5 separate regions of the Mus musculus genome follow, and all the other regions are linked to region 2. A link is a contact called in public HiCAR-type and HiChIP or PLAC-seq data. All regions are on one chromosome and are shown on one strand. The core of a region is the stretch at or near the end of the contact, and the rest is flanking DNA. Distances in the headings are between cores, read along the strand shown.

The links. HiCAR-type assays count read pairs that join an accessible place to other places. HiChIP or PLAC-seq counts read pairs in DNA pulled down with a chosen protein or histone mark.
Region 1: a contact with region 2 is called in an H3K4me3 HiChIP or PLAC-seq map of bone marrow-derived macrophages, with 4 times the contacts expected there. The contact joins the enhancer-like site here to the promoter of Lpar1 in region 2. A contact is called at or near these places in 3 of 39 promoter capture datasets (3T3-L1-derived adipocytes, the SN4741 cell line and liver), 1 of 484 Hi-C or Micro-C datasets (bone marrow-derived macrophages), 4 of 115 datasets of contacts at active chromatin or transcription factors (bone marrow-derived macrophages, forebrain and neural tube) and 2 of 9 other capture datasets (adipose tissue and liver).
Region 3: a HiCAR-type map of fibro-adipogenic progenitors shows a contact between it and region 2, with 4 times the contacts expected there. The contact joins the enhancer-like site here to the promoter of Lpar1 in region 2. A contact is called at or near these places in 1 of 39 promoter capture datasets (cranial neural crest), 1 of 15 datasets of contacts at CTCF or cohesin (the NIH/3T3 cell line), 6 of 115 datasets of contacts at active chromatin or transcription factors (bone marrow-derived macrophages, craniofacial prominence, embryonic limb bud and 3 more) and 3 of 9 other capture datasets (adipose tissue, macrophages and pancreatic islet).
Region 4: an H3K27ac HiChIP or PLAC-seq map of the NIH/3T3 cell line shows a contact between it and region 2, with 4 times the contacts expected there. The contact joins the enhancer-like site here to the promoter of Lpar1 in region 2. A contact is called at or near these places in 1 of 39 promoter capture datasets (the 3T3-L1 cell line), 1 of 15 datasets of contacts at CTCF or cohesin (the NIH/3T3 cell line), 6 of 484 Hi-C or Micro-C datasets (3T3-L1-derived adipocytes, adipose-derived mesenchymal stem cells, bone marrow-derived macrophages and 1 more), 4 of 115 datasets of contacts at active chromatin or transcription factors (the NIH/3T3 cell line, acute myeloid leukemia, bone marrow-derived macrophages and 1 more) and 2 of 9 other capture datasets (adipose tissue and liver).
Region 5: a contact with region 2 is called in a HiCAR-type map of fibro-adipogenic progenitors, with 6 times the contacts expected there. The contact joins the enhancer-like site here to the promoter of Lpar1 in region 2. A contact is called at or near these places in 7 of 39 promoter capture datasets (cranial neural crest, frontonasal cranial neural crest, hippocampal neurons and 3 more), 1 of 15 datasets of contacts at CTCF or cohesin (the NIH/3T3 cell line), 22 of 484 Hi-C or Micro-C datasets (B cells, CD4 T cells, DN2 thymocytes and 17 more), 12 of 115 datasets of contacts at active chromatin or transcription factors (astrocytes, bone marrow-derived macrophages, craniofacial prominence and 9 more) and 4 of 9 other capture datasets (adipose tissue, embryonic stem cells, liver and 1 more).

Annotation. Positions count from the first base shown.
Region 1 is chr4:58,303,229-58,309,206 of GRCm38.p6, reverse strand. It overlaps Musk (muscle, skeletal, receptor tyrosine kinase), which reads right to left. Exons shown (of 15, transcript NM_001037129.1): 5 at 5,221-5,362. Among named protein-coding and RNA genes, the nearest start is that of Musk, 20 kb to the right of the region's middle. Within about 2 kb of position 4,431, at least 66 of the 459 cell types and tissues checked have an H3K27ac peak or open chromatin away from gene starts, as enhancers often do. A contact at or near this core is called in adipose tissue and bone marrow-derived macrophages, where this site is marked.
Region 2 is chr4:58,551,503-58,557,759 of GRCm38.p6, reverse strand. Lpar1 (lysophosphatidic acid receptor 1) reads left to right here and starts at 4,467. Exons shown (of 4, transcript NM_172989.1): 1 at 4,467-4,626.
Region 3 is chr4:58,696,161-58,701,997 of GRCm38.p6, reverse strand. No RefSeq gene overlaps it. Among named protein-coding and RNA genes, the nearest start is that of Olfr267, 87 kb to the left of the region's middle. Within about 2 kb of position 2,862, at least 9 of the 459 cell types and tissues checked have an H3K27ac peak or open chromatin away from gene starts, as enhancers often do. A contact at or near this core is called in fibro-adipogenic progenitors, where this site is marked.
Region 4 is chr4:58,327,961-58,333,850 of GRCm38.p6, reverse strand. It overlaps Musk (muscle, skeletal, receptor tyrosine kinase), which reads right to left. Exons shown (of 15, transcript NM_001037129.1): 7 at 162-286. Among named protein-coding and RNA genes, the nearest start is that of Musk, 45 kb to the right of the region's middle. Within about 2 kb of position 2,805, at least 55 of the 459 cell types and tissues checked have an H3K27ac peak or open chromatin away from gene starts, as enhancers often do. A contact at or near this core is called in 3T3-L1-derived adipocytes, the NIH/3T3 cell line, acute myeloid leukemia and 3 more, where this site is marked.
Region 5 is chr4:58,762,347-58,768,141 of GRCm38.p6, reverse strand. No RefSeq gene overlaps it. Among named protein-coding and RNA genes, the nearest start is that of Olfr267, 20 kb to the left of the region's middle. Within about 2 kb of position 2,926, at least 18 of the 459 cell types and tissues checked have an H3K27ac peak or open chromatin away from gene starts, as enhancers often do. A contact at or near this core is called in adipose tissue and fibro-adipogenic progenitors, where this site is marked.

The DNA.
Region 1 (5,978 bases), core at 3,182-5,681, 250 kb after region 2:
CTCTTTATGTTAATTTCTCTTACCAGTGATCCCCAACTGTATCAATTTAATATCATATCTCTGTGTTCTGAGTGTTTAACATGTGTTTCTAAGACTTGTTTTTTTATTCCCTTATAATTGGAATTCAGGTAAAGATAGACAAGTTTATGTGTGTGTGTGTGCACCTACGTATGTGTGTGCCTGTGTGTGCCTGTGTGTGTGCCTCTGTCTGCATCTGCATCTGTGTGTGTGTGTTTGAGTATGTATGTGTGCCTGTGTATGTGCCTCTGCCTGTGTCTGCATCTGCATATGTGTGTCTGTGTGTGATTGTATGTATGCGTGTGTGTGTGTGTATGTGTGTCTCTGTGTCTCATCTGTATGTGTGTGCATCTGTACATGTGTGTGTGTGCATGCCTACATATGTGTGTGCCTGTGTGTGTATGTATGTGTGTGTCTCTGTCTGAATCTGCATCTGTATGTGTGTATGTGTGCCTGTGTATGTGCCTCTGTCTGTGTCTGCATCTGTGTGTGTGTTTGTCTGTGCATGTGTGTGCCTGTGTATGTGTGTGTGAAGCTATGTCTGTGTATTCCTGTGTGCATATGTGTGTGCCTCTATCTGTGTCTGCATCTGTATGTGTGTGCCTCTGTCTGCATCTCTGTGTGTGTGTGTCTGTATATGTGCCTCTGTCTGTGTCTGCATCTGTGTGTGTGTGTACCTGTGTATGGGCCTCTGTCTGTGTCTGCATCTGTATGTGTGTGCATGTGTGCCTATGTATGTGCCTCTGTGTCTGCATCTGTATGTGTGTGTGTGTGTGTGTGTGTGTGTGTGTGTGTGCATGTGTGTGTCTATGTGCCTATGTCTGTGTTTGTGTGTGCCTCTGTGTCTGCATCTGTGCATATGTGTGTGTATGTGTGACTGTGCTTATGTGTGTGTGTGCACATGAATTTTCCTGGTTTCTCCTGCCATCACTGTGCTTCTCAGCCCTAAGCAAGGGTCTTGGTGCTTTCCTTTACTTCTCATTGGGTCCAAAACCCTGTCTCTTCATCTTTATGGATCTTAAAACTAGGGAACAGAAACAGGGACATCACCCATTGCCTCAGAGCAGCAGGGAACACACTTGGGAGCTTACCAACAAAATTGCTCCTGTCCAGACATTCCTTGTGTCTGGATCCATGCATTTTATCCCCCTGAGTTTTGCAGTGCATCCTGAATTTCTAAGCCTTTACAGTAGGAAGGCTTTCATATTATCATGTCTGTCCTATTGCTGGTGCTGTAAGATTTAAACCCAGGTTTCAACCCTCCCAGATTCAGTGTTTAGATACTAAGCTCCATGAACTTCATGCATAAAGTATCTGGGATTCAGTGCTCTACTCTCTTGGGAATATTCTCTTTTGCCCTGTTTTCCTTTCTGGCAAGATTCCAATACTCATGTCTTGCTTTAAACATAATGTAAACATTCTTTTTCTAAACATGTATCTGTAGAGTAGGTCAGAATTCAGGTATTTGGGGACGGTGTGAGTCTGCCATGCAGTGAAGGTCTCTCCTTCCATATTCATGATCCTGCTCTCTGCTAAAGCCTTGAAGTTGCTCCACAATCCCATGTTTCCTTCTGAGTCATCATTCCTATCCCATGGCTATTTAAAAATCTTTCCACTCTCTTTCCCTTGCCTACCCCCACCCCTACTGTGCCCTCCTTACAGAGGATAACCTACCATCTACTTCCTAAAAGAAACAGAGATCATAAGAACAGCCTTCTTAAATCCAATATGCCTCATTTACAAACTGATTCATATCGGGAATGTCTCCATTTCCCTTCTACCCCAAGGAAGAAAATTCTCTGTCCCTAAGGAGAGCAGCTGTATAATGTTATCATGGGAGCCTAGATACTTTAGAAAGTAAAAGCAGGATTCTATTAATAATTATTCCAGAACAACAGGTGTGAAACAGAACTGTCCTGGGAAAAACAGGACATGTGGTCTCCCTCTGTATAAAGTTTATAGTTCCACCTGAACCCTGGATGCCACCCTTGTGTGTGTTCCTTTGTGCCCCCTCCTATGTGTGGTTAAATTTCCCTTCTCCTGATGTTTTAACATGGTCATATTTCTAACTGCTTCCTGTTTTGATTCCAAACCTCTTTTTTTCCATGTTCATTGAAAAACTTGTGAACTCCTACATGCATGCATGCACTCACTCTCTCTCTCTCTCTCTCTCACTCAGACACACACACTCTCTCTCTATCACATACACACACACACTCACACATACACACTCTCACACACACTCACAAACACACACACACTCTCTCACACATATACTTACACAGACACACACAGACACACACTCACACACACTCTCTCACACATACTTACACAGATATACACAGACACACACACTTTTTTTGCCTTTACAGGATTCTGATTTCCTCTTCTCTTACTTCCAACCTGATACTACTCTAGACAATGTCATGCCTTGTTCTTTAATTGAAAAGAAAGTGTTCGATATGCCTCATTTTCTTAGATACTGTCACCTGTGTGACCCTGTGTAAATGAGCCACCCTCACTGTCCCTTAATTTCCTAAAATGGCACAGCATCTGACACTCCTATTTCAAACCCTCTGAGTGGCAAGCTCACATGGCTCTTCACAAGTGGAGCATTCGGCATCACTTGCACATTTCGACATTCTAGCCACCCCATCGAATTTGAATGACACACATGCTGCACAGGCTTGGGTTTCATCAGGAGCTCTGTATGTCATGTACAGCATCTTTTGACAGAAGACAGGGTAGTATAGTGGTTTGAATGAGAATTCCCCCTCCCCCCGCCCCCATAGGCTCATACATTTGAGTAAATGGTCCCCAGTTGATAAAACTGTTTGGGAAGGATTAAGAGGTGTGGCCTTGTTAGAGAAGGTGTCCACTGGTGTTTGGGCGCTGAAGTTTTGTTGTCAGTGTGCCTTCTCTGCCTCCTGCTTGTGAATCAAGACATGAGTTCTCAGCTGTTCCTGCTGCCATGCCTTTGTGTCATTATCATAGACTTGATGTCAATAAAAATTATGATAGATATCACTTATGTTATAATTATATGGGCTAGCAACAGTATACCATGTATTTTGGGTATTTTGATCAAGAGTAGAGAATGTAGAATAGACATAGGCACTAAATAAGTTTCTTACCAACTGTTAGAGAAATTTCAAGTGTTAGCATGAGCTCTCAGCCATAGCGAATTTTAATAAACCCCCCAGGATATGTTAACAGTCAAGGCAACAAGAATGATGATTTCAATGTTAGGAAGAAGGAAGCGGCATCTCATTTTATTGATTCACAATTAAGTGGCAAGAGCAGACTGTGTAACCAGGCTCCAGTAGATCAATACTGGCAATAAATTTCTTTAAGTCAATTTGAAGCAATTTGTTTTAATAGCTGGGAAGACAGAAAACTTGAGTTTGGTAGGTCAATAAGGAAATCTTTTGTGGAATTTTATACAATTGGATAACATCATTCTATGTCATTCTACATAGCATTCAAGGCAATCTTGAAACCAGGCAGGTCTTCAGTAAGTAGGTTTCAGATTGCAGTTACATGTGTATTTAGCTTGCACTGGAAAAATATCGATTGTATTCTAATCTTTAATAATTTGTTTTCATTTCATCTGCATTGGTGTTTTACCTGCATGTGTGTCTGTGTGAGGGTGTTGGATTCCTTGGAATTGAGTTATAGGCAGTTGTGAGCTGCCAGGTGCTGGGAATCAAACCCAGGTGTTTTGGAGGAGTAACCAGTGCTCTTAACCACTGAGCCATCTCTCCAGCCTGCATTCTAATCTTTAAATAGAATTGACAAATTAGAAGATGTTAAGTTGTTCCAACTATATTGAGAACTATGCTAAGATATATTATATGTATATATAATATGTGTTCTTATTTAATTATCTAATATATATGTATATATACACATATATACATATACATACATGTATGTATATATGTGTGTGTGTATATATATATATATAGTTTGCCATTTCCTAATGGAAATTTTATAAGCAGTTGGTGTAATGGCACCATAAAATATGTTACTTCAACTAGAGACAAATATGGAAAGAGAGGTCATTAAAGCTGTGAGAGAAAGGACCTAGGTCTACTCAGAAAATGAAAATAACTTTAAGTGAAGGGAAAACACAGGAGAGGACAGATTTTGGCTAAAGCAGAATGAGATAGCACAAAGATCTGGGACCTATCTGCATCTTCCCTGTTTTAATGACTATTTCTGTGTTATGTCTAGTCCAATATTTTATCAGTCAAAAACGGGAAAGAGAAAAAAAAAGGGAAAATAAAAGCAGAAAAATCTGTAGCCATCATCTGTGAAGTAAATTCCAGGCCAGACTGCTGAATCTAAGCAAGAGCTCATTGATTCGTTAAACTCACGTTTACAGAGGGAGTAAAACGTTGTGTCTGCAGCTCAGAACAGGAAGGTGTGGGAGGGTTTCACGGCTGAGTCGTCACTTGTCCAGCACAGGACTGCTGGCAGTTCCTTCCCCTCCCCATTTATTGAGTGTAGTTTTATTTTCTCACGTAATATATCCTGACTACTGTTTCCTCTCTCTCTCCTCCTCCCAGTTTCTCCCTAGCCCACCCCACCTGGATCCTAGTTCCTATTTTTAAACCAAATTTGATAAAATATTTTAGGTAAAGAACCAGACAAACAAGGAAATGGAACACTAAAATCTGTTTTGGATTCTGATTTCTCAATGAAGATTTTTCCCCAGCAATTTATTGAATGACCTCATTAAAAATACATTATATTTGGATAAACTGTTACTATGCTCATAACATTAATTGCTACCTAACTCACAGAATTAGGACCATGTTTATATGTTTGATTCATTGGCTTATTATTTGCATCCTTTGTGAAGCCATAATTTGGAAAGGATTAATTTTTTTTCTATCTCCCTATGTTTTAAAGTCAATCCAAATGCATTAAAAGATAAACTTATTTGTAGCCAATCTTATAAATAAGAGAACTGTTTGAGCTGGAAAGTCACACTAAAATGGTGTCACGGTCAAACGTAGCAGCAGTTGGGGAAATAGATAGGATATGAACGTTTATGCTAGGGAACTGTCTTTTGACTTCTCTGTTTTCAAAGCCTTGCCCTCAGAGCTGGTGAACCACAACTTCCTACATCATATCTTTCTCCATCCAAAGTACAGCCTCCCCAGCAGACAGTGAGGGGTGCGTGCTGCCTCTTACCCTCCACTTCCAGCTTCACCAGTTTGGAGTAAGCTGTGCCCAGGCTGTTTTTGGCCACACAGCGGTACTGTCCTGCATCTTCCTTTTGCACATTATGGATCCTTAAGCTCCCAGATTCAAGAACTGCGATTCTGGAATTTTCCTGCCAAAGACATGAGTTTGAAAACAGCCTTAGTCAAAGACACACTTGCCTTATTTCATTGATTTATCATTACCCTTAACACCCAAAGTGTCTGCCTCTTCTCTGCCTATGCATAATAACATATACTACTGAGACCATGAAAGATGATCAAAATTAGCTATCTCAATATCTAAGATTGCATCTATTCTGTTTTTATTTTCCTTCATCACATTAGAACACATCAATGATCATAATTCCTAAAGGTCGTGCTTGTTTGCACCTGTTTGAAAGCATTGAACTTTGGGGCTAGAGGTGTGGCTCAATGGTAGAAAATTTGCTTACACACAGCAACCCCCAGAATAAAATACAAAACAAGGCAAAAGTTTAAAACATTGTTTTCTGTTACCGTGACTTACAATGGACCCTTAGGATATCCTCAGGAGAATACATATCTTGAGAATAATTACTCTTTGGAGTTCAGATGGGACATTTATCTTCTCTTTTTGAATTCATTGTTAACTTTACAAGTTCAGTCACTTTTAATTTTTATTATAGAAAATGCACCAAGGCTTATAACAAAAGGAAAGCCAAGTGGTATATATATTGTGATTAAAGTTGGCAAAGCTTACCAAATTTA
Region 2 (6,257 bases), core at 3,218-5,717:
CCCTTCCTTGTTGCGGGAAATAATAAAAAATAGAACCAGCATGCTCCTATGCTTGTACCTCTGCCCTGGAAGCCTGGCCGGTCATGGACTGATGGGCAATGGCTAACCTGTTTTTATCTCATGGAGACTCTGACTCAGAACTCTACAATCTCTCCACCCAGCTCACTAGTTCCCACTGGCAAGTTGCTACCATGCCAGCCCCATGCTTCAAATCCCCAGTGGCCTTTGTAAAGTATCTCAGGCAAACCCATGCTTGGCCGCCATACTTTTCTCTCTTAAACTCAGATGAGCCACTGGATGAAGGAAAACACAACACAAACTCAGTCCAGAAACAATGGTAACTCAGTCTCTGGGCACAACAACTAGAACCTAATCTTGTAAACCTTATTAAAATCCAATTCCTCCAGTGGTGAATTCTTGTGGATCCTTCATGATACCCGGAAACTCTAGCAGCTACATCTTACCCCTCTGCTGTCACTCTGACCTAACTCTCTCCTGCTTCCTCTCTTCCTTTGTCCAACCCAGAAGTCCCGCCTACTTGCCCAGTGATTGGCTCCTTTATTCATTAGGGGATTGGTTCACAAGAACAGCACCAGGCCCCTCCACAGTACTTCCATGTTGCTGGGAGTGTTTTTCCTCAAGCTTGACAGGACTAGCTGTTTGGCCGTTTTGGCCTCTGCTGAAGTCACCTGAAGAAACCCATTCTTTAATTTGGTGAGATTATTTAGTATACACAGAGAGATTATTTAGTACAGATAGCATGAGAAGGTCATCTGAAAGGGGGGATGAGTCTGAATGACAGGAGGACTCCAGACAGATATTAAATAAAGTGTGTGTAGGCATTCCCTTCTATTTGTATCCAAACAACATCATGGATGTTGGTGTGTTAAGGAACTTACTCAAATACATTGTCTTTGATAAAGACAACTTGGAGCATGGCTCATGTAAGCTTGTCATGCCAGCACCAGGGAGGATAAAGGAAGGCTGAGAGTGTGAGACCAGCCAGACTCCGTTAGTTACACAGTGCAGTCTAGGCTTGCTTGGAGGACACTGTGAGACCTAGACAGCATACAAAACAAGACAGCTTGGAGCTCTGGGAAACAGTGTACAGTTGCCACCTTATAGACTTATAGACTTGGAACTCATTTCACACTGGTTTTGATGGTTTAGTCTGGGTTTTGCACTATTGTATCATATCTCATTCTCTCTCTCTTTTGTACTGGACACCTAACCTACTTCTGGTTGTTGACCTAAAGCTGGCTGCAGAGCAGTCTCATTCAGACAGGCCTTTGCTTGTTAGCAAGACAGGTCTGTCCAGGCAGACCTCTTGTTTATTTCATTTTCAGCCATCGAGGATGGAATAAGGAAGAGATAAGGCAAGGATCTCTCTCTCTCCCCCCCTTCTCTTTCTTTCTCTGTGCATGTGTACATGTTTGTGTATGTATTTTATATATGTGTATATGTGTGCATTTGCGTATGTATGTTCCTGTGTGTATGAATGTGTGTGCATGTGGGTATATGTATATGTGCACTTGCATATGTGTGTACATGATTGTATATGTGTGTTTGTGTGTGCATATGTATATGTGTGTACATGTATGTGTGCCCTTAGGTATGTATATGTGTTCATTTGTGTATGTATGTACATATGTGTATGAGTATGTGTATATGTGTTTGAGTATGTGTATATATGTATGAGTATGTGTATATGTGTGTTCATGTTTGTATGTGTATATATGTGTGTATATGTGTTCATGTTTGTATATGTGTGTACATGTATGTGTGTATGTGTGCCCTTAGGTACGTATGTGTATATGTGTTCATTTGTGTATGTGTGTGCATATGTGTATGAGTATGTGTATATGTGTATGAGTATGTATATGTGTCTACATGTTTGTATGTGTATATGTGTGTGTGTATGTGTGTGTATGGATCAAACCCAGCAAATGCTAGACTAGCACTGATCGGCTGTGGTACATCTTTTCATCTCTAATGAACTGGTGAGCACATGGGTTTAATGAGGATGGACACTCCCACTTGAGGTTGAGAAGGACCATAGAGTAGTCAAAGTAGTTAACACATTGGGATGGAAGTAGCTACATTCCTCAAGAAGGCAAGAGATAAACCAGCCATTCAAGGTGAGTACGAGCTAAGAGAAGCTCATTTACCTTGTGCCTTTAATAGTGAGGGATGGCTAGCCATGGGAATCACTTTGTCTTTTTATTTGATTTAGAAATATTGCTATCAAGAAACCAAACAGATGGAGTGAGCAGTAGGAGGAAGAAAATTAGGCAATAGGTCTGATTATTCTGAGTTTAGTATCACTATAGGGGAAAAGTGAAAACCTTCTTCAGTGTATTCTTGTTTTCTTTAATATGTATGTATAAAACTTGATGGTTTCCTATTCATCTCAACTTCCTAATAGTTTAAGATCAACTATCATTATTTGTAATTAGGGAATGGTTTTTATATATGAGCTTATTTATTATTTTATGGATTTTGTACTGCTGGGGGTCAAGCTCAGGATCTTATACTTGCTAGGCAAGCACTGTATATACCTCAACAATACTTGCTACACAATTGTATATGTTTCTGTTTGTTGTTGAGAACAGAATTGGTGTTGGGTCTAATTTTTATATTTTAAGTAGATAACTATAAAACAAGTCATAAATTGATATAAAATGGATTTGGAAAGCAGAGTCTTTTTAAAAAGAGATTTGAATAGTTTCCCCCACAATTCTTCATCCTGTCTCAAGCTCCCCAGGGCTGAGATTGCAGGTAAAAGTCATCGTTGCTGCACAGAATGAACAAAATTCTTGAACAGAAATCTGCCTGCCTCTGCCTCCCAAGTGTGGGGATTAAAGGCGTGTGCTACCACCTCCCGGCTCAAAATTCTTAAAAGTAAACAGCTTTGGAGAATAAATAAACGACCAGCTTTACAGTTCAGTTTTGAGCACCGTGAAAAATCATGGACAGGAAATGGTCATGGTCCCATCAAGTCACAACCTGTTGAAAGCTTGGGAACTATCCAACCCCCAGTGTCTTATCTTATCAGCTCTGCCCATAGCTGCTAGGCAGCGACCTCTTTGTACGAAGCAAGGGGTTGTCCATCCACTCCCTCGCTGCCTTTCATTTTCTGTCAGCTACGGTGCCGCCAGCCAGTCCTGCTTTTCTGTGGTACTACAACCCTAGATGTCCCTCAGGCTTTTACTCCCAGGCATCTGCTTTTGATGTGTGGAGGACTCCGCTGTGGGTTGAGGCAGAAAATTCTGATGACTCAACACACCCTGGGGGCCTGGAGTGTGAAGCAGGTGGGTGAAGACCGGCTGGAGAGTCCTCTCTCTCTGTCCGCATCTACTACTGAGTGATGGTAAGGCTTCTGAGATGGAAGTCTCCAGAAAATGATTCTTAGGTCCTGCCTCCGCCTACACTTCCAGGTGTGCCTTCCCTGCCCTTAATTGCCCTATGAAAAATCTTAGTTTGCCCTTGGAAAGTTACACTCCTAGCTGAAGAGAAATTTATAATCATAGCTCTAGGGACACAAAGGCACGCTCGCTTTGATTTGCAATTGCAAAGCCAACTATTGCTTTTCTATGGCCTGAAGTACAGGGCTGTGCTGGTTGAAACTTTGTGTGCTGCCTGAAAAAGTTTAGAAACTCAACTCGGAGGAGGCCATACACCAAGTTCTCTCTCCCCCCCCCCCCTTTCTTTTCTTGTTTTCCCCAGGCTCTGTGATGGTTTCCAGGGCTTTTCAAATGAGGAGGGGACAGCAACAAAGCATGCACCATGCAGGGCGTCCACCAAAGCTCTGCAAGAGGCCTGGCGCTGGGGTGAGCACAGGAGGGGCCAGGGGTGACGGAGGTGGGTGTGTCTGCTGTGGAGGGTCAAGGGAGCGCCGCGAAGGTACTGAATGAAAAGCTTAGGCTCCCCTCACCCCCACCCCCTCCCCGACCTGCAGCAGCGCGGGAAGTTCAGTGAATGACTGGGGGAGGGGACCACAGGAGGCAGAGTCGCTGTGGGTGCCACGCAGGTAAGGAGAGCAGAGCGGCTTGGGAGGAAAGGCGCTTTGGGGTGCGGGGAGTTTCTGACTTGTGCTCTGTGGATGTGGCAGAAAGCGCCAGAAGGAGGAGAGGTAAGGAGGCTGGCACCCGTGCCTCTTCTGCTGCCTGCCTGTTCCTTGAGCCCGGGAAGTTGGAACTGGGCGGCAGTAAAGCCCCGGGAGTTGTGACTCTTGTCCTCCAGCACAGTGCTGCCCTCCGTAGGCTCCGGGTTGTGCTGGGGTGAGGCTTGGGTTGGGTTGGCCCGGCGGCTGCGTGAACTGCGGAGCTGGACCTAGCAGGTAAAGACACGGCGGCCGGGTGTCCCTTGGCGCGGCGCGGGTGGCGACCGCCCCGCCTCCCATCGGCGCGATCGGCTCGCACTGTCCCACCACCCGCCGCTTTGTAGCCGTGCGCGTGAGCGCCTGAGTGCGCGCGCCCGCGGGCCCGGAGTGGGTGGGTGTGCGCGCGTGTGTGAGGCCGCCTGCAGGAGGCGAGGCTGCCCTGGCCTCCCGCACCAGCCGGTGGAACTCAGCCCGGGAGGGAAGTCGCCGCAGCCGCCCGGGCGGCCCTCCCGACCTTTGGCCAGGTCAGTGCGCCCCAGGGTCCGTCCAAGTGACACGTAGGTGGCCTCCTGTTGCTTACCTGGATCGGGTTGGGGACGCGAGAGGGCTGGCAAGGGGCTCCCCAAGTTTATTGGTGCCGCGTCCCCGACGACTTAGATGGCTCGGGTGTCCGCGCGTCCCGCGCTCAGTTCACTGCTCACCAGAGACTTTGTCGTCCCTTGAGTTTAAGGAATTTAAACTGAAGTTTCCTTGAAGCCGCCCTAGGCTTAGTCTGTACCTGGGAAATGCAAGGCGGGGAAAAACCTGATTTTGCTTGAATGGGTTGATCGGCTGTTTGCTCCTGTAGGGAGGGAGACTTTACTGTGAATGGTTTTAAACTTTAGGCTTGTTTTTCTTTGCTGCCATTTGGTCTTTGATGTGAGGCACCCAGGGCTTGTTGCTGCTTCCAGGCTGGGGCCCTAGACTGTCTCTTTTCTCAGTCCTTTCTTCCTCGTCTCCCGTTTTCTTTCTTCCTTTCGCCTGTGTTTCTTCTTCTTCTTCTTTTTTTTTTCTTTTTAGTTGAAATCTTCGGAGCTTTCCTTCCATGTGGGTTTCCAGCGAGTACTGGCTTGTGAAAAGTTTTACTCTTAAGCTATACCCATCGTCAGAGATACCTATTGCTAACTGCAACTAGAAGAAGGTAGCTAGTTATTAAAGCGGAATCCTCTATTCGTTTCGACAGAGCTGCGTGCTTATCCTTTTGTGTAAGTGTCTTTTGCTCACCTAACATGACTATGAAGTCAGAAGTCCGGGTTTCAAAGTCTTAGAAAATGGAAGAACATAGTCTCTTTCAGATGGAATGAATACCAAGGAAGAGGAATCAACATTACGCTTAAGGCCCCGTGCACCACAGCCAGCTGCATTAAAACACAGCTGTAATAGCATCTAGTTTTTGCCCTTGGTTCCTCCAGATGCAACATCATGAATAATAATCACCAGGGCTCTAATATTTTTTAAAATTCTATTTTATTTTTCCTTTTCTTTGGTCTTGAGTGTGAATTTGAGGGAAAAAATGTAGAAAGAGAGGGAAGCAGTTTGAGGCGGAAAGGCTGAGAAGGGTGACTTGCAGAACCACATCAGAGCCTCCTTGTACACAGCGTCCCCTAGCGGTGTACCCTGAACGGGTTCTGGGCTCCTGGGCTTGGTGTCCTCATCAGGAAAATGAATGGGTAGGATGATCTTTGCTGTTTCAGCCATCTTCCCTGTAACTGGGAACTAAGGGTGGGTGATTCCTCCATGAGAGACTAGTTGAAGTTGAAGAAGGAAAATGAAGAAAAATTAGTCTTGTGGGGAAATGGGAGGGCAACAGAAAGAAGGTGGGATGAAAGAAACCCGTCAGGAGGGGGATGCTTGGAGAGAGGGACTTAAGTAGGAGTTGGCTTTCTCTAGCCTGCCTGCCTGCCTGCCTGGTTCCTTTCTTCCTTCCTTCCTTCCTTCCTTCCTTCCTTCCTTCCTTCCTTCCTTCCTCCCTCCCTCCCTCCCTCCCTCCCTCCCTCCCTGACTTCCTTTCTTTCCCCTCGAAAGAAAGCAATAATTTCTTCTCCTGCCAACCTTATTATTACAAACCTGCGAGGCTGCTTAAATCTGACATGAGGTCTAAGTGATCCTTGCGGTC
Region 3 (5,837 bases), core at 1,613-4,112, 150 kb before region 2:
TAAGATCCCATGGAGAGTGCTCTGTGGACCTTGGGGGTGTCCACCGACTCCGAGTCCAAGGTGACCCAGTGCTGGGGCCAACCAGAAAGGACTGGTAGATAAGAATTATAAGAATGAGCTTCAATGCTGCTTGCATTGACACAAACAAGATCTCACTAAATTGCTGATTCATGGAATGATCAAAAGGGAACCTGGGGTAAATGATTAAACTGATACAAGATTTTCTAAGGAAGTAGCTTATGCAATTCTAAATAAAAGACTAGCCTTTGGTCTGCAGGAGAGAGCAATCTCGAACAGAGAGCTCTTCCCAGCAGATCATAGAGCTTCCTGTCAGCTTGCATCCATCACTAACTCTGAGTCATTCTTTCTCCCTGCTCCTATTCACCCCTTCCTTAGGACCCTCTTTCGTGCTGAGGCTAGACCTTTCATTTGTCCTTGTGTTTTTGACTTTTACATTTCCTTTCTGTTCCCTGACCCACTGTGTGTGTGTGTGTGTGTGTGTGTGTGTGTGCGCGCGCGCGCGCGCACACGCGCGCATAGGAGGGTATGCTAGAGGTTGGCATTGGGTAGGTTTTTTGTTTTGTTTTGTTTTGTTTTTTTTGACAGGTCCTTCACTTAATCTGGAGCTCATGTGTTTTGCTAGATCCCCTTATGTTCGAGTCCCAGGAATCTAGCTCCTTCTTCCTCACTAGTACTAGGAATATATGCTCTTACTCCTGTGCCTGGCTTTTCCATGGGTATAGGAGATTGAAGTCACCTTGTTATGGATGGGAAGAACTTTACCAGCTCAGCTATTCTCCTAACTGTGACTCTAACTTTTTGAAGAAAGGTAGTTAATTTTAAGAATGTCCTCAATTTAGCTTCATGTTGTTTCTTAAGAAAGTATTTGCCATATTTATTTGTAATAGAAAAAAAATGAAAATAATTTAATCAGACATTCTTGGGGTTTAGCTAAATTAATTTAGATATACCTATATGATGTGATATTATTCAAATATCAAAATGACAGAATAGGGGCTCTCAGAGGAGCCCAGTTCTACAGTCATGTCAGATGGCTCACAAACACCTGCTTCTGGCCTCTGAGGGCACTTGTACCTATGTGATAACCCCACCCCCATACATATGCATTATTAAAAATAATAAAATATATGTTTTTGTTTTTTGTTTTTTCGAGACAGGGTTTCTCTGTATAGCCCTGGCTGTCCTGGAATTCACTCTGTAGACTAGGCTCGCCTCGAACTCCGAAATCTGCCTGCCTCTGCTTCCTGAGTGCTGGGATTAAAGGTGTGCGCCAACACACCCGGCTAATAAAATACATCTTAACAAATGATAGTATAGATACTTAAATATTGACAAAAGAGTTGTCCCAAATACGTTAAGAGCAAAAGACAATATATAAAGCACTTTATATTAATGATGGAGCTTTTAAGTAAACAGTTATAGTGAGATTTGCATATTAGATAACAGTAGTTATCTGGGGAGGTCATTGTTGTCTCTGGATGATAGCTGAAGAATTTTCTCTTTCAAGTTAATTATAAATTATGCTTTTCTAGAATGAAGATTGTCAGTGATATATTACAAAGAAACTTCTTTCTGCAGCCCTTCTATGAGCCTGCATCAGTGCACATTGCTGTCTTATCTCCACGTGCCCTTAATATGAAGATTCATTTCTCAGGATCCATTGCCAGGGGTGGCTGGGTAATCTACTACTGCCTTTGTTAAAGTTTATTTTGTAAGTAGCTGGGGTTGTACATTGATTTTTCTCTAGTTGAAAAAAAATATGTTAGTCAAAGGTATGGGCTACTCCTTCTGATGTCAAGAAATATCATGGCTGATATTTTGTATAGTTCACTTTTATTATTTCATCTTATTTTCTTCCAATCTTAGTTTATCTTTCTTTTTATTGGTTTCTCCTGTAATTCCACCTTTATCTGTTTACTCTAACAAAAATTCTCGGTAGGCTGAGTGGGTCATAGTGGTAGTACCTGTTACCCACCAGCTCCAGGTGCCGAGGCAGGAGAATCATAAGTCCACATTGGACTACATAATGGATCCTGTCTCAAAAGAGAAAATAAAAGAAACAAAAGCCAAGCAAACAGTAAGGAGCACAGCAATAACAATAACAAAGAGAGTCCGCTTTACTCTCTATGAGCATCTCCTTTCGAAATACTTCTGTGAATAAAGTATGATTTAGAAAGTGAGCAACTTGAGGCTGAAGAGGTGACTCAGCTGCTCTCCCAGAGGATTGGAGTTAGTTCTCAGCACCTACATCTGTGCTTCATAACCGCCTATAACTCCAGTTCTCAAGGGAATCAGATGCCCTCTATGGCCTCTGCGGATACCTGCACGCATGTGCATACATTCATACAGAACAGACAGGCAGGCAAGCAGGCAGGCAGACACACACACACACACACACACGCGCGCGCGCGCAAAACAAAATGGAGCAACGTGATAAGTGACAAATTAGTATAAAATTATGTAATACAGGAAAAGCCAAGCTAACATCTTGAGTGTTAAATGTTTGAGTGTTTGCTTCATGTCAGGCCCTGAGTTATGGAAGTTACAGGCATTTTCTCATACATCACCAGAGCTAGCCTCTAGCTGGGCTACAGCTTCTGTGGCTTTCAGATAAGGAGGCCACCCATGGATTTTCGTTTCTGTTCCATTTCTTCCCTTTAGTATGTGATCAGTTCTTTCTTAACTTTGAAAGGGAGTGGAAACTTTTCCTCTATTCTTGAGGAATTCTAATCTTCCATGTCCTAGGAATAGAGACAAGAAAAAGCTTGTCGTGAAGTACAGGGACTCCCAGAGAGTTCTGGAGTCCCAGGGTTTATAAGAGGAAATTGCATAACTCACTGCTGGGCTGGAAAGGCACTGGTGCCCTCGACTGCAGAGCAGGCAGGACAACCAGGGCTCAGATGGACAGTAGTTGTGATGGATGAGCTGGCCGGAGAGTAGGTCCTTGGCTAAGGCAGAGAGAGTGATGGAGCTGTCCAGGCATTTGGCAGAGACAGGGATATCTGAGGCAAGAGACAATGGAAAGAAGCAGAAAGGCTCCAGCAACTTGTCTTGTAAGGCCAGAGAGCACAGTTGCTCATCTCTCCCGGTCTGCCATATAGTCCTGTCTTAGAGTGGTGGTCTATAATCCACGATTCTCCATGCTTTCTCTGTGGGTAGTAAATAAGATATAATGGTCGCTCCCAGGATGGAGTTTGGAGGTTCATTTTCTCCTTTTAAAATTCATTTTATTGGGGGCAAGTTATTGCTATATACTTCGTACTGGTCTCAAATTATAGGTCTTTCTGCCTCTGCTTCCTAAGTGCTGAGATTGTAGACATGCACCATCACACCTGGCTCCCCAGCTTGGTCTTGTAGGACCTCTGTGTAAACATTCACCCTTTTAGTTACTTTTTTCTCCACTGTGGCAAAATACCAGACAGAAATGAGTTAAGAGACAAAAGGTTTGATAAGCTCATTCAGTCTGTTAATGGTGGGAGAAACTTGGTAGTGGAGTAGGCTCAGTACATGGCTATGGGGTATACAGTGGCTGCTTGTCCACACAGTAGCAGGCAGGCTAGTCTAACCCAGAGACTTAATAGAGGGACCTACTTTCACGGACCAAGCCCTACCTCCTGATGGCACCGTAGCCCTCAAAGCAGTGCCCCTAGTATGAGAAGAGATATTCAAGATACAGCGGGCTCCCGGAAGGCCTTTAGATTCAAACTATACCAGTCATGCTGTATGACACTCACTGGGAAAACATTTAAAATGGTGTTGCAAAAGAAGCCATTGCAAGCCCATGAGATACAGAACCAGGGTCAGTAAGTTACTTTAATACATGGAATGTGGGCTAATTATCTTTTTTTTTTTAATGACAGCTTAAAATATGTCCTCAAGGAAGCTAAACAATGTGGAATCACTGAAAACCACTCTGTGATGCAATAGATTGTAAAAATTTACCCTTAAAGACAAAAGGTGCTAAATATGAAATTCTCAAAGCCCCTAGCCAATCTCTCTTCATCTGTTCATCTGTTTTTTTTTGTTTTGTTTTGTTTTTGTTTTTTTTTTGAGACAAGGTCCTGTGCAGCCCAATCTCACCTTGAACTCCCTGGGTGTAGCTGAAGAGAAACTTAACTCCTGAACCTCCTGCCTTCATCTCCCAAGCACTGGGACTGTAGGCATGAGCCACTGTGCTGGCTCAAAGCCTTTCTTAGTCTTCATTTTTTCTTACAAGTTTAATGTGGAAGAGGGAAATACATAGAAAAGAAGGCAATCAAGCTTATTTGTTAAAAACATAGGAAGTTTACCCCACCATAGTTCCTGGAACCTTTTAATACTGACTGCCTTTTGATTTCTTAGGCCACTGATGTCTATCCTAACCCTAGGGCAGAACAACAGCTCCCAAGATGTGAGTCATAGCCTTTACAGGCTGGGCACTTGTGAGGCAGAAGCAGGTGGATCTCTTTAAGTTGGAGGCCATCCTTGTCCACATGGAGAATCTCAGGCCAGCCAGAGCCACTCAATATGACCCAGAACAAAACAGAGAAAAAGGAAAAAGAAAAAAAAAAACCATGAAAAAGGATCCTCACGCATGTGCTGAAGAATTATGAGATGGAATGTAATGGGCGGGCTCAAACGCCCTCCCGAATGCCCTTGTGAGAGAGACAGAGGGTCATAGACAGACATGTAGACAGAAGAGGAGGCCAAGGGTCCACAGGGGCTGTCTTGATGGGCTAGGAGGGGAAGAGCAGGAGCCATGTTTTATTTCTAATTACTTAAGTAAATTCCTAGGTCTAGTTTCCTATTCAGCAGGTAGAAAATTCAGTAGCTTGTGTCAGAGGTCTAAGGTGGCTTAGACTGTGCTCATTGGCTGTTGACATCGGCTGTTCTTTGATTATCAGCTTCTCCTGACCTCTGACCCCTGGCCTCTGATCCCTGACCCCTGACCGGAGGTCTGCTGCTTCACTGCTGTGCTGGTAACTGTTTTCTTGATGCTGCTTCGTGGTTCCACCTCTATGAGAGTTCTAAGTAGACATCTTCAAGGCTTTTTATTCTTCAGTTTAATCCGGGAGTACATCATTCTGCATGAGATGGAGCCAGCCTGGGGGAGCCCTCCCCCTTCTTCTTGCTATTTCCAGTCATTTAATTTATGTCTCACTCTTCGAAGCTCCCTCTAATTGTTTGACATTTGGAGCACAAAGCCAGGGTGAATCACAAACTGTTTATCTCTTCTGTTACTGTTAGCTTCATAAAATTTGGGGTGAACAACTCTCCAGGAATTATTACAGATGAGCATCTGGGCTACCAAACCATACGCAAGTGTTTAGATTGGAAATTCCAGAGTCTAGAATGGGTAGAGCAGCCCCCATAAGGAATTCCGTATTTATGTCTTAGAACATGTATAGACACGTTCAATTGTAGGTATAATTATGATGACTGAAAGCAACCACAACCTCCTGTGTAGATCTTTCTTGATCTGTTAGATATGTTTAACTGCTATGGAAAAATATCTCATAGACATGGAAGTTCTTATATGGCTTATGTGTTAGATGGCTTTATGGAAATTATATGAATTTTGTTAGATAGACAATGATACTCTGGTTTGCTGGAGACTATGTTTATTATTAGAAGGTGTGTGTAAATGGTCTAGTGGTGGCATGTTGTACAGTCTGCAACTTTTACAGAGGTTAACAGGAGTATGTATTGTATATCTGAAAGTTATACAGATATGTATGGAGTGTATTTGTATTGTGTAGTGTGTAGGCTATGTTTGTGTGTGACATGGATTATATATCAAATAGAAAAAGGCTGTGTACATGCATGCATTGCATACC
Region 4 (5,890 bases), core at 1,556-4,055, 220 kb after region 2:
CCAAAGAGTTCCACCAACTAGGTAGGGACAACATACTCAAACATATGAGGCACCAGGGGCTGTTCTTATTCAAATCACCACACAGCTACTGGTACATGCTGTGTGCAGCAAGTCACCACCAGCAAGTCTTCCCCAAATCACCCCGATCACATGGCACTCACAGCATTTCCGTTTTCAATCCAGCTGATGGTGGGGACAGGGATGCCTATTGCTGTGCAGCGTAGGGTTACAAAGGAACCAAAGGTGACATTGTGGGATTCAGGAGCACGCAGGATTCTTGCAAAAACTGTTAGGAAAACAAAGGGCATGAGTGATTGGCTAAGCAAGGCAGGACTTTAAAACTCCAGTCACACTGTGTGCCCTGAGTATGCTCACCCCTTCAGTATTGCTATGCTTGCCCTCTAGGCTCTCAGTGCTATGATCCTGCATTTGTCACCACCCCAGGACACACTGAGCTTAGTTCCAACATAGAAGTTTACCTTGGTCAATACCCAGTCTAGAACATTTATGCTCATATCTAAATGCGATGGGTTCCTTATGTGTATAACTCGTGTCTCACTTTAAGGGACATTTTCTTAGAGCCATAATCATCCATCACACAGTACAACTCCCAATCACCTTTGCCCTTCTATCTTATGATGGTTACACACTCACTGCTATCTGATACTTGGTCAGTTCCCACTTATGTGTCCTTCAGCTGCCCCATTAGAATGTCTTGGTCTGTTTTGTTTCCTGCTGGATTGAGTGCCCAGAAGAATTCATGATGAAAATAAACCCAAGACACTATTTTAGCAAACTAAAGAAATAATTACTGGTTTATACCCTCAACTCTTTTCTCTCGTATTGAGAACAAATTCAAACATATCACACATTTCAAAGAATGAGATGATGGGGTTGGGGGAGGAGCGTTTAGGATAAGTGTGAGGAGGAGTTTGAGTCTCCTGCGTTTCTTATGGTTATACATCTTCACCAATTTAAAAAAAAATCAATCTTCAGGCTTAGCAGTTCTATCCTGAATTAAAAAGAGAGTGGTGAAAACTCAGAGTGAATTGGAGAACGCAGTTCAGAAGATGAGCTACATTTCTGTCCTCCTTTTCTGATTCAGTGGAAACTGAATCCTCATTAAGTTTATTTACTTTCCCAGAGTAACAGCAGTGATGGTAATGAGCCTGGTCTCATGCCTTCTGATGTTAAGTCCAACAGGCTTTTAAGCTATTATGAAATCTTTTTGTTTTCCTATTGTCAACATATTTTATGCTCTTTTCTGATGTTTTCTAGGGCCCGAGCCCAACACATGACAGGAATTCTAAACCCTAGTTGTCATGGCAATTTGACTTAGCTCTTCTGGTTCATGAAATTCATAGAGTTCATGTGGACAAGGGGGAAGATTGACAAAACAGTCCCAGCGAGGCTGGACCTCCTCAGCAGTCCCTTTATCTTTTGACCTCTTCAGAAGGTCACATCACTCAAGGGTATACAAATGTGCCTATCTCCCTTGACACCTGGATCTTTGGTTGGTGCAAAATTGAATTAACTTGACTTCCTATCTTTTGATATTGAGGACTCTAAGATGTGTTATTTATAACACCATTTGGGGTCAATCACTTTAAATATGTTAATGTTGTATCCCAAAGTTGAGAGGACAGAAAAGTGATAAAAATGTCATGTTCAATGACAACAGTGCTGAAAAAGTACTAAGTTTTTTTTTCTTTTAATATAGTGAATGGTTAACATGCAGTTGAATCTGTCTCTTAAAACTAAAATTGAGGGCTAGAGGTATAGTTTCCTGGGTAGAGTGATTGCCTAAGTTATACAAAGCCCTGGGTTCAGTCCCTAGCACCACATAGACCACATGGAGTAGGACATGTCTGTAATCCCAGCATTGAGGAAATAAAGGCAGGAAAATTGGAGTCCAAGTGGTCATCTTCAGCTACATGGGAGCTTGAGGTCAACATGAACTACATACCATATGACGTTATCTAAAAAATAACAACAATAACCTGGCTTTAGAAGGTCCTGGTATCTAATTAAACACCCAACAAAAATCAGAGTTCAGGAACACAAGAAGCAATATCCTGGAGATCATGTTTGTCAAACTCAGAATGCAGAAAAAAGAGGGAAGAAATCTGCTATGCTCTGAAAGAGATTTAAGGGCCATATCATCTAAGTGCTCACTTTGGATTCTTATTTTCCCCACTGAATCCAAGTTCACAGGCTGTTCTCTTTTGACAGCCAAACCCAGGCTGACCGGCATTCTAGCAGGGGTCAGCCACATAACTGTTCTTGTTTTCTGGTGATAGTAATGGAGATCTAGGCTATGCCACACATCTGTAACACATGGCTGGAATAGTGTGTGCAGGGGCTGGCACTGCAGGTTTGGAGTTGAGTCACTGTAATCGGAAGCACATGGGGCTCACTGCCTTTGAGCACTGAGAACAGTGTGGGCCTTGTAAGACTGGGAGTTGGATCATGTTGGTTTCAGTCTTGTTACAGCAGTGTTCGAATGGCTTGACTGAGCCCTTGGACTTGAAACGAGGGCCTTTTGGATAAAAACTAGGACAATAAAAACAAACTGGAAAAAATAGGAAATCTAGATTCTTTCTCCTATTTTGATTTATAGAAGCAAATGTTTTAATTCGAGAACTTCAAATTCTTCTTGGAAATGTAGTAACAAGGGTGGGTTTATTGCGTTCTGATTTACAGCATTTCTCTTTTCTTTTGGCAGCTATTGCATTATATGGATTGCCACTTAGGTACATTGCGAAACCCTTGATGGTCTATATTGCACAACACAGCTAAGCATAAGTGAGATAGTGAATAAGTCAGCCAGCTGCTCTTGCACAGCTCATCATGATGTCGAACTTCATGGATCCCCTATCCTGCCTGATCCAGTGCTTTCTAGGGGCTCTGTTTGGGCACACGTGATGGGTACTATTGGCCACATAGGTGTATCCGAGACTATAAAACTGCTAATAAATAGTTGTTCTCTCCAAAGTGGACTTCATCATTAAGTGCAGTGTGTTAAGAGAAGAAAATGACCGGAGATTACACTGAAGCCAGCCTATCCCACACTCTTGAGTTATCTCCAAAAGACAAGAGTCGGCCTTCCCTTTGCAGTAGTGACAGACATCTTCAAGCTTTCCTTTCACTTTTCCTCCTCCCAAAGGAGGTTCTAAGCACACTCCATACCTTTGGGTTCCATTGAAATGTCTTGTTTTCATTGTGCCCTCCATGCCCCTCATTCTGGTTATATTCACATATCACTTAGCACCACTTGACAACTGTGGGTCCTTTATTTATTTGTTTTGTGGCTGTCCCTCTCCCTAGGATGCAAACATTATCAAGGTCTAGCTTGGCTTTGCCCATCACTGCAGGCTGACCTATATATGTGGGTCTCTGTGTATTGCTAGATGTACCCTGCCTGGTAGAGGGTAAGAAATCATAAGTATTTGTTAAATGAATAAGTGGATGAGTAGGAGAGTGAGTGGGTGACTTTTCTGGTAAGCTAAGGCAAAAGAAGTTATTTATAGTTTGTGTAGGTCAGCCCTGCTGGACCACCATTCTTTTGCCTATCATACCTCTATGAAGGGAAAGAGCTTGATATGCGGGTGGAAGTTTACCAAAAGGTTACCAGGTCAGGACTTCTCTACCCAGACATTAAGATGAGTCATGGGAAAGGCTGGAGAGGCAAGCATGACAAACACATGTTACGCTAGTCTCCTTGTTAGCTAGATGAGAAGGCTTCCTTCTTCGATCCAGCTTTATCAGCAATAAGGCTCGTGTGTGGCTCCCCATCTGTATTGGTTTCCAGTTTTAAATGTGAAAGGTGAAGGTGGGCTGAGAGAAATTCCAAACACTTAACAACCGTCCACAACAATCCCAGCAGCTGCAACCAAAAATAAAAGTCTGGCTAACTTCATCCCCTGCAGGAATGAACTTGGATATAGTTGGATAGCAGATCCCATTGCTTCGGTGGGTAGCCACAGGCGGAGAATGCAGCCTACGTCATCAGGGAGATGCTCAGTGATCAGGGGAGCTCGGTGAGATCTGCTTCCTAGCCAGTGAAACGCGCATCAAATGTCTTTATTTTGTAATTCACTTTCATGTAAGAAAACATGTTTTTGTTATATAAGCAAGCAAAGTGCTGAATAGGAGTTTGAAATTATTTAGTGATTCGGAGAGATTTTATAACTATTTTGATGTTACACTTCTCTTGCTACAGGTAATCTGATTTCACACGATCTAATCTTCCCATGGGTGAGTATGGCAGCACTCACCAGCACTATGAACAAAAGACGTGGCCAGTGCTGAGCCTTAGGATTTTCTGTTACAGAATCTATTCACATGTTTTGGGCTTTATGTCTCTTGGGTAAACTTGCAGCCCTATTTGAAGGTCAGGAATCCTACATCAAAACAGTTTATAACAAACAGAGGCATACTTCTTCTATCCCCACCCTGAACACCTGCCGCATTCATTTTCCAAATTGCTTTCAGATTTATAACCGGTCTTATGGTTTCCATTTTAAAGGGTGTACGTGTTCAGGAGCTATGTCCATCATAATTGTTCTTGTAATATCTTGGGAAATGCAGGGAGCAGGAAACCTAGGCCAACTCCTGAAATGACAGGTCTCTCTTCTTGTTAGAGGGCAGTTCAAGAGATTTCTCAAATTTCGGCCAGTTCTCTATTTCTGAATGGTTATTTCAAAGGAACAGTGAGAGCTTAGATATTTTACTTTCTCTTACTCTTTTCCTTCTGTAGTATTTCCTACCTTCCGTTGGAGAATTCTTTATAAAGGTTTCAAGGGATCAGTGACAGGCAGGAATAAAGGAGAAAGGGAGATGACTTAAAACTAACCCAGACTGCCAGGTGGAATGCTTTTACTTGATTGGTATTGTAAATAACCTGGTATCTAGAAAGAGGAAAACATTTTAGATACAGGTTAGGCCTCTCCTGTGGCTTAAATCTAAAATGTCTTCCACATGCTCATGTGGTTGGCCACTTTGTCTGCAACTGGTACTGCTGCTTTGGGAGGTTTGGGGTTCTTTCTTTTTTTTTTTTTTTCCTTTGAGGTTTTTTTTATCATTTTAATTATGTGTACATTAATTGTGGGGGAGTATGCACATAGTGTGTGCACATGTAGGTGCAGGTGCTGAGGAGTCCAGAGTAAGATGTCAGATCCCCCAGAGCTGGAGCTAAAGGCAGTTGAGCCTCCCAGGGTGAATGAAGGATCCTCTGTAAAAGCAATGATGCTCTTAACCACTGAGCCATCTCTCTGGCCCGGGTTATAAATTCTCTAGGACAAAAGGTTAGCTAACAGAACTGGGTTGTTGGAGCAGACCTTGAGCACTGTATGTATTTCGGGGTACTGGTCCAGGCTCTCTGCTTCCTGATCCACTGTGACGCACAGGCCTGTCTGTCACCTCACACCCTTGCAGCTGCAGATGGAGTTGTAGCAGTCCTATGCCTTCCCTGCCAAACTGGTTTGTATCCCTTGGCTCTCTGGGCCAAATGAAAGCTCTCCTTCGTAAGGCTGCTTCTGCCTGTTAGCTTGTCAGGGCAATGAGATAAATACTAATACAGTTTTCCTAGTCTGAAAATTTAAAAGGCCAAACTCATTAAGAGTGCCAACATGACTCTCAAAGGTTCATAGATAGACTTCAGATCTTCAGCTTTGGGATGTTCAGCTGGTCAAGTCTGGGCAAACCATTCCAGAATCTGAAAACCTCTGGAAACTGAAGCACATATGACCCTGAGGATTTTGAGTCTAAAGTACTTAATCGGTTTTATTTGTCCCATAAAATGAGAAGGAGGCACTGTTTAAAACAATGGTAGCCTAAGACACATAAGATAGCCTAGAACCGAACTGTGTGACCTGAGGACTTGTGGCTT
Region 5 (5,795 bases), core at 1,677-4,176, 210 kb before region 2:
AAAAAATAAGTAAAATTCTTCTCTTATACAGTACATTCTGACCACAGTTTTCAACCCCCTCCACTATTTCCAGTGTCATCATCATATCCCCCATCCCCTCATTTCCCTCTTTTCACCTCTTATGATTCACTACTTCTCTGTTTCCCTTCAGAAAAGAGCAGACCTAAGGATATCAACTGAGCATGCCATACCAAGATACAATAAGACTAGGCACAAACCCTTATATCAAGGCTGGACAAGTCAACCCAATAGGAGGAAAAAGGTTCCAAGAGCAGGCAAAAAAAAAAAAGAAAAATCTGAGACACTTCCACTCTCACTCTCAGGAGTCCACAGAAACACCAAGCTACACCATCAGGACACATGCAGAGGACCTAGCTCAGACCAGGCAGGCTCTGTGATTGCTGCTTCAGTCTCTGTAGGGGTTGCTTTGAAAGTGTATCAGTTGAGGTTGGGCACCAACAGTCAATTGGGAATAAACTTGATCCTTAATTTCAAAGTTGTGAGACTGCAGAGTAAAAACTTCAAAACTGTTGATTTTAAAGAAGTTCTATAAAAGATATTCTGTGTTCATACCTTGTGTGTATGAATGTGTGCCTGTTTATGCATATATGTGTAGACTTCTAGAAGTTGATGTTCCTTAATCACTTATAATAATACTTATGACTTCTTCTTCTTCTTCTTCTTCTCCTCCTTCTTCTTCTTCTTCTTCTTCTTCTTCTTCTTCTTCTTCTTCTTCTTCTTCTTCTTCTTCTTCTTCTTCTTCTTCTTCTTCTTCTTCTTCTTCGTAAGAAAGTCACTAACTGACTAGATTGTCTGGTCAGCAAGTACCACTGACTCTCTTATCTCCACATCCTCAGTGCTAGGATTAATCACATGCAATGCTTCCCTGGACTTTTCATGAAAGTTCTAGGACTCTGAACACAGGCTCTCATGCTTGCACAGTGAGCACTTTACTGACTGAGCTATCTCTTTACCCTCAATCTACTAAGATGAGCTGTTTCTCTACTTTATCAGCAGATTCAGTGAAACTCATGTAAAAAAAACCTAGTGTATTTTTTTCTATATCAATTTCTAAGGAATACCAAATAACCTAAAATATTTTGCAAAAGAACGAAGTTGGAGGACTTACACTTTTGTTAGCAATACTTATTCTAGAGTTGTAGCACTTAAAACATTATGGTAATGGCACCATAATGTGCAGAACAATGGGCTAGAACTCAATGGCCAGAACTAAGTTCAGGTATCTAGTGTCAGTGGACCAGGATGCCAACAGTGTTCAGCAGGGCAAAAACCAGCCTATTTACAACAGAAATATCTTCATGCAAAAAAATGTATTTGGTCCTTATCAAACAAGTATGTGAAAGCCAAAACTATAACATTTGGAAAAACAGAGAAACAAATGTTCATGACCAAAACACAGTGGTTTCCTAGAAATGACACAAAAAAGTCTATGCAACAATACAGGTAAAGTACTAACAAATTAGTTTTGATCAAAATTAAAAATATTTGCTCATCAAAGGACACTATGAAGAAAGTGAAGAGGTAGCCCACAGAATATAAGAAAACATTAGCTAGTTAAGAATTGAATTAGTATATTATTTACCTGTTCTATGAAGAGTTTTGAAACAAAAAGACAACTGATTAGCAAGCAGGTGGAAGACTTGAATAGATAGCTACTGGAAGACATACCTGTGACCAGCAAGCACATTAAATGATGTTCATATTATTAGTCAGAGAAATTAAAGTTCAAACTATAATGAGAAACCCATGCCTTCCCATTGGAATAGCTAAAACAAGTGGGAAATAGCAAGTGCTGGCAAGGAATTGGAGAAATTGAAACTCATGCATTGCTGATGCAATAAGGTGTAGCTGCTGTGAAGAATAACTTGATAGGTCCATAAGCAATTATGTGCCCTGGAAATTCCACTTTGAGGTATATATCCAAGCAAATACTGTATACAAAGGCTCATTTCAGTACTAAAAATTCAAATAATTAAAATACAGAATGACTCATATGTTTATCAGCTGACTGATGGCTAAACAGATATGTCGTTCCTTATTCAGCCTTAAAAGTGAAGTACTGACTCATGTGACATGTATGGACCTTGAAGACATGCTAAATGAAGTAAGTCAGACACACAATCACTTGTATAGACAGTCCAGACTAGATACATTCCCTAGGAACTGAAAGTGGATTACTGATCATCTAGAGCTTCCTTTTGAAGTGATCACACAACACAGCATGAGCTAAAGTGATGAAATTCATGCTGTACGAATTTTACCTTAATAAAGAAATAAAAGTTTGATGCATATTAATTATAGTAAAAGCTTTGAAAGTTGGATGAAATAGACAAAATTGCTAGGAAAATAGAATAAATTAAATAATAAATGGAACACATATGAGACTTTTGGTAGCTAAAAATATTTTCATCAAACAACCTATATATTTTAACAAATACTCAAGGAATAAGTTACTCAAATTTTGGAACAGAAATGGGAATTTCCAAACTTGTTTTCTGGATATTGCATAATTGTGGAGTATAAACTGACCCAAAAGTACAGGCTTACTCTCATCAGACCAAAAGAAATTATGTCACTTCACAGTGTTTTACAGATGGAAATAGCATTTTATTAAAACATGCATGCTTTTCTAAATTACTCATGGGCGGCTGGCTAGGCTGCAGGCTACTCAGCCCACACATGGCTCTAAACCCCATAATGACAAGATCATGTAACAATCCAAGGGGCAATGGTACAAGGCTATCAGCAGGTATTCCTAATGCTTGAAACCCAGCTAATCTAGATTTGCATACTAACCTTTGCAGAACCCCACCTCAAAATCTTCTTCTAGCCCTGTGAAGGGAATGGGAAGGACAGAAGGCAGATTCTGCCTAGAGAAAATGAAAGCCTGTTGGGGAGGTGAGCTAATACCCAGCTGTAAGCTGAGCTAGGCTCCCCACAGAAACACTCAGTGTGTGTGTGGAATATCCTCTGAGTAACAGACCTTTCTTTGTTGATTTGAGTTATGTTTTTAGATCGCTGTTGTATAGTGTTTTAGTTTAGTATTGTAGTATGCCTTTCTTGCTCAGTGTTCACCAAAAGAGGCAGGGTTTCTTTGACCCAGGTGCCCCAAGGTAAGTATGGACATGATGCTGGACCAATAAGCCTGTCTCGTTTTAAGCAGAGGAATCCAGAAGGAGGAGATGGCAATTGCTCAGTTACCTTGTCACACCTGATTGTCCCTGTCCTGGGAGAGGTGTCGAGCTGTGGAGCAGGGTCGGTGAACTGATGTTGGGACTGACAGAGGAATGAAGTAAAGAACAGAGACCTGCCTACAGGGAGATGGAGTTCACTCTGAAGGCATGGCGGTGGGGTGGGAGTCCTGTCTAAGAAGGGCAGACATAATCACTGAGTACAAGGACTACATTAGCCATTTATTTAATTGGTGTAGGGTTGGAGAGCTCAGAGATTTATTATCTGTTCTTTCTGCTTTTGTATGGATGATGATGACCTGTGGAACTGGTTGTAAGTGAAGGTCCCTGGGCCTAGATCTCAGCAGTTCTGACTCAAAAAAACCAGTCTGGAACCCAGAAACTCGGCTTTTACAAACAGTCCTGGTGATTCTTGTGCCAGAAGGTCAGGGGCCACATTGAAAGTCCATAGTTTTCAGATGATTGTCTTTAAACATTCTTACCTTCTTATGAATCTTCATAGTATCTGTAACATAAAAAACAGAGCAAGTTTTCCTATTCTCGTGACCCTTTAATAAGTATTCCGAGCTGCTTCCATCTCCCGTATTTCTTTCTCACTCAAAGAGAAGTCAATTTCACTTCTACCTCAAGTCCTCCTTAGGAAAGTTTCGGAGATTAAAAGTTCCCTTACTTTTTTCTTAATCATTAGCTCACTCTCACCTAATTCACCCTTGGGACTGAGCCCCCTGGCCCTCTAGTTAGTAAGTGTGTATTTCCAGAGTGGCACTGCCTCTGGGGTTCTAAGCTATAATGAAGCCTCTTGAAACCCAGCTTCCTCCAGAGAAGCAAGGATTAGACTGAGACTTGTACATGGCCTAGAGGGAACAGTGTTATAATGAGGTACTGAGGTCCCACAGAAAACAATGTCTGACTTGTGTATTGTATTAACAAAGGCATTCTCTTGTGGTACATGCAGAGCTAAGTCAAAGTGGCTGTTTCTCCCAGAGGCCATGGGAAGGTGTCCTCAGAGGGAGCACCTATAATGAGGGATACAGTGCTAGGTGGATGTCCCATACTCTTTACAGATCCCTAAGCCTTTCTTGGTGACACCAGGTCCTCTCCTCAACTCCCACTTCTCTGTCTTCAGTGGGCACATGGATGAACCAAGCACACCATTCTGTGTTTATTCTCTCTCCTGCCTCATCAGAAAGAAAGAAGGGCCCCTCAACATTGAGTTAGCAGCACAGGCCCCACGCAGGGCAAGTATTAGCACCATGCTTGGCGCAGAACCATGTCCACAGTATCTGCTGACTTCCAGCAGCATCTTGGCTTGTGATTATTATGGACAGTCCTGGCTCACAAGAAGCCAGTTCCAATACCAGATTGCCTGCAGCTGTGCCTCCAGAGGAATTTTCATCAAAATCCTTTCCCCCATTTCCGTATAGTAGTTATCATTCAGCTGCAGGCAAAATGTAACTTTGGATGGAATTTAAATCTTGGAAAACAACATTCCAAAGTAAGAGAGGCACTGATAAACAGAAGTGATAGCATATTTTACACAAATGTTTTCCAAGCACACAGTTAAAAATGACCTCACATTTGATTTCTTTTCAGCTGCACAATTAATATTTTCCTGTAAACCGATGTGAAGTGGAAAACTTAAGGGTTCTTTGGAAAGTCGGTTGGTTAGTGTTTTGCTGGGGCAAAAACACTTGAATGAATGTTTAACTGAAGTGGACACAGGTAAAAGACTAAGGCAGACTCCTGAAGGAATGTTTCTCTGAAGCAAACACAGGAGAGAGGATGTTCTGCTAAAGCAAGCTCGTGAAAGGACACGTGATGAAGAATTCTTTGCTAACAACATGCATATATAGGTCCGCCTTACATTGCATAGTTGAGCTGCATTCATCAGGATTCCATAGAGAGAAATGCAATGAATGCTACAGCTAGCATTTCTCAGACTAATCCTTTTTTCCTTAGGATCCAAACAACAGACAACAGAGAGACTGGATAAACCCAGAGACTGGGCAATAAATGCTACAGCTAGCTTTTTTCCAGACTAACCATTTTTTCCCTTTGGGCTCAAAACATGAGTTCTTTACCCCAATTCAAACAATATATATATATATATATATATATATATATAATATAAAACCATCATCTCAATCGCTTCAGTTGGAGCAGGTAGTTTTGGTTGCTTGATGTGTTATGGTTGTTATCATCTAGGGTGCTAGGTTGTTTTAATTATTCTATTCTATATTGATAGAAATGTAAGGTTTTTTGTTTAATTATTGTATATTAATAGAGACTTAAGTTTTTGTTTAGTTACTGTATATTAATAAAAATTTAAGTATTTTTTCTTAATTATTGTATACTGATAGAAATTTAAGTTTTTTCTTTAATTATCATATATTGATAGAAATATAAGTTGTTTTGCTTAAATTATTGTATATTGATAGTTATTTAGGGATTTTTGTTCATTGTATATTAATAGAAATTTTTGTTAGACTATTGTTTGACTATATTGTACATAAGCCACTTATTGAAAATGTGATGATTCTTATAATTATTTCTGTTATGTATAGATTGTTAATGTTAGAGAAA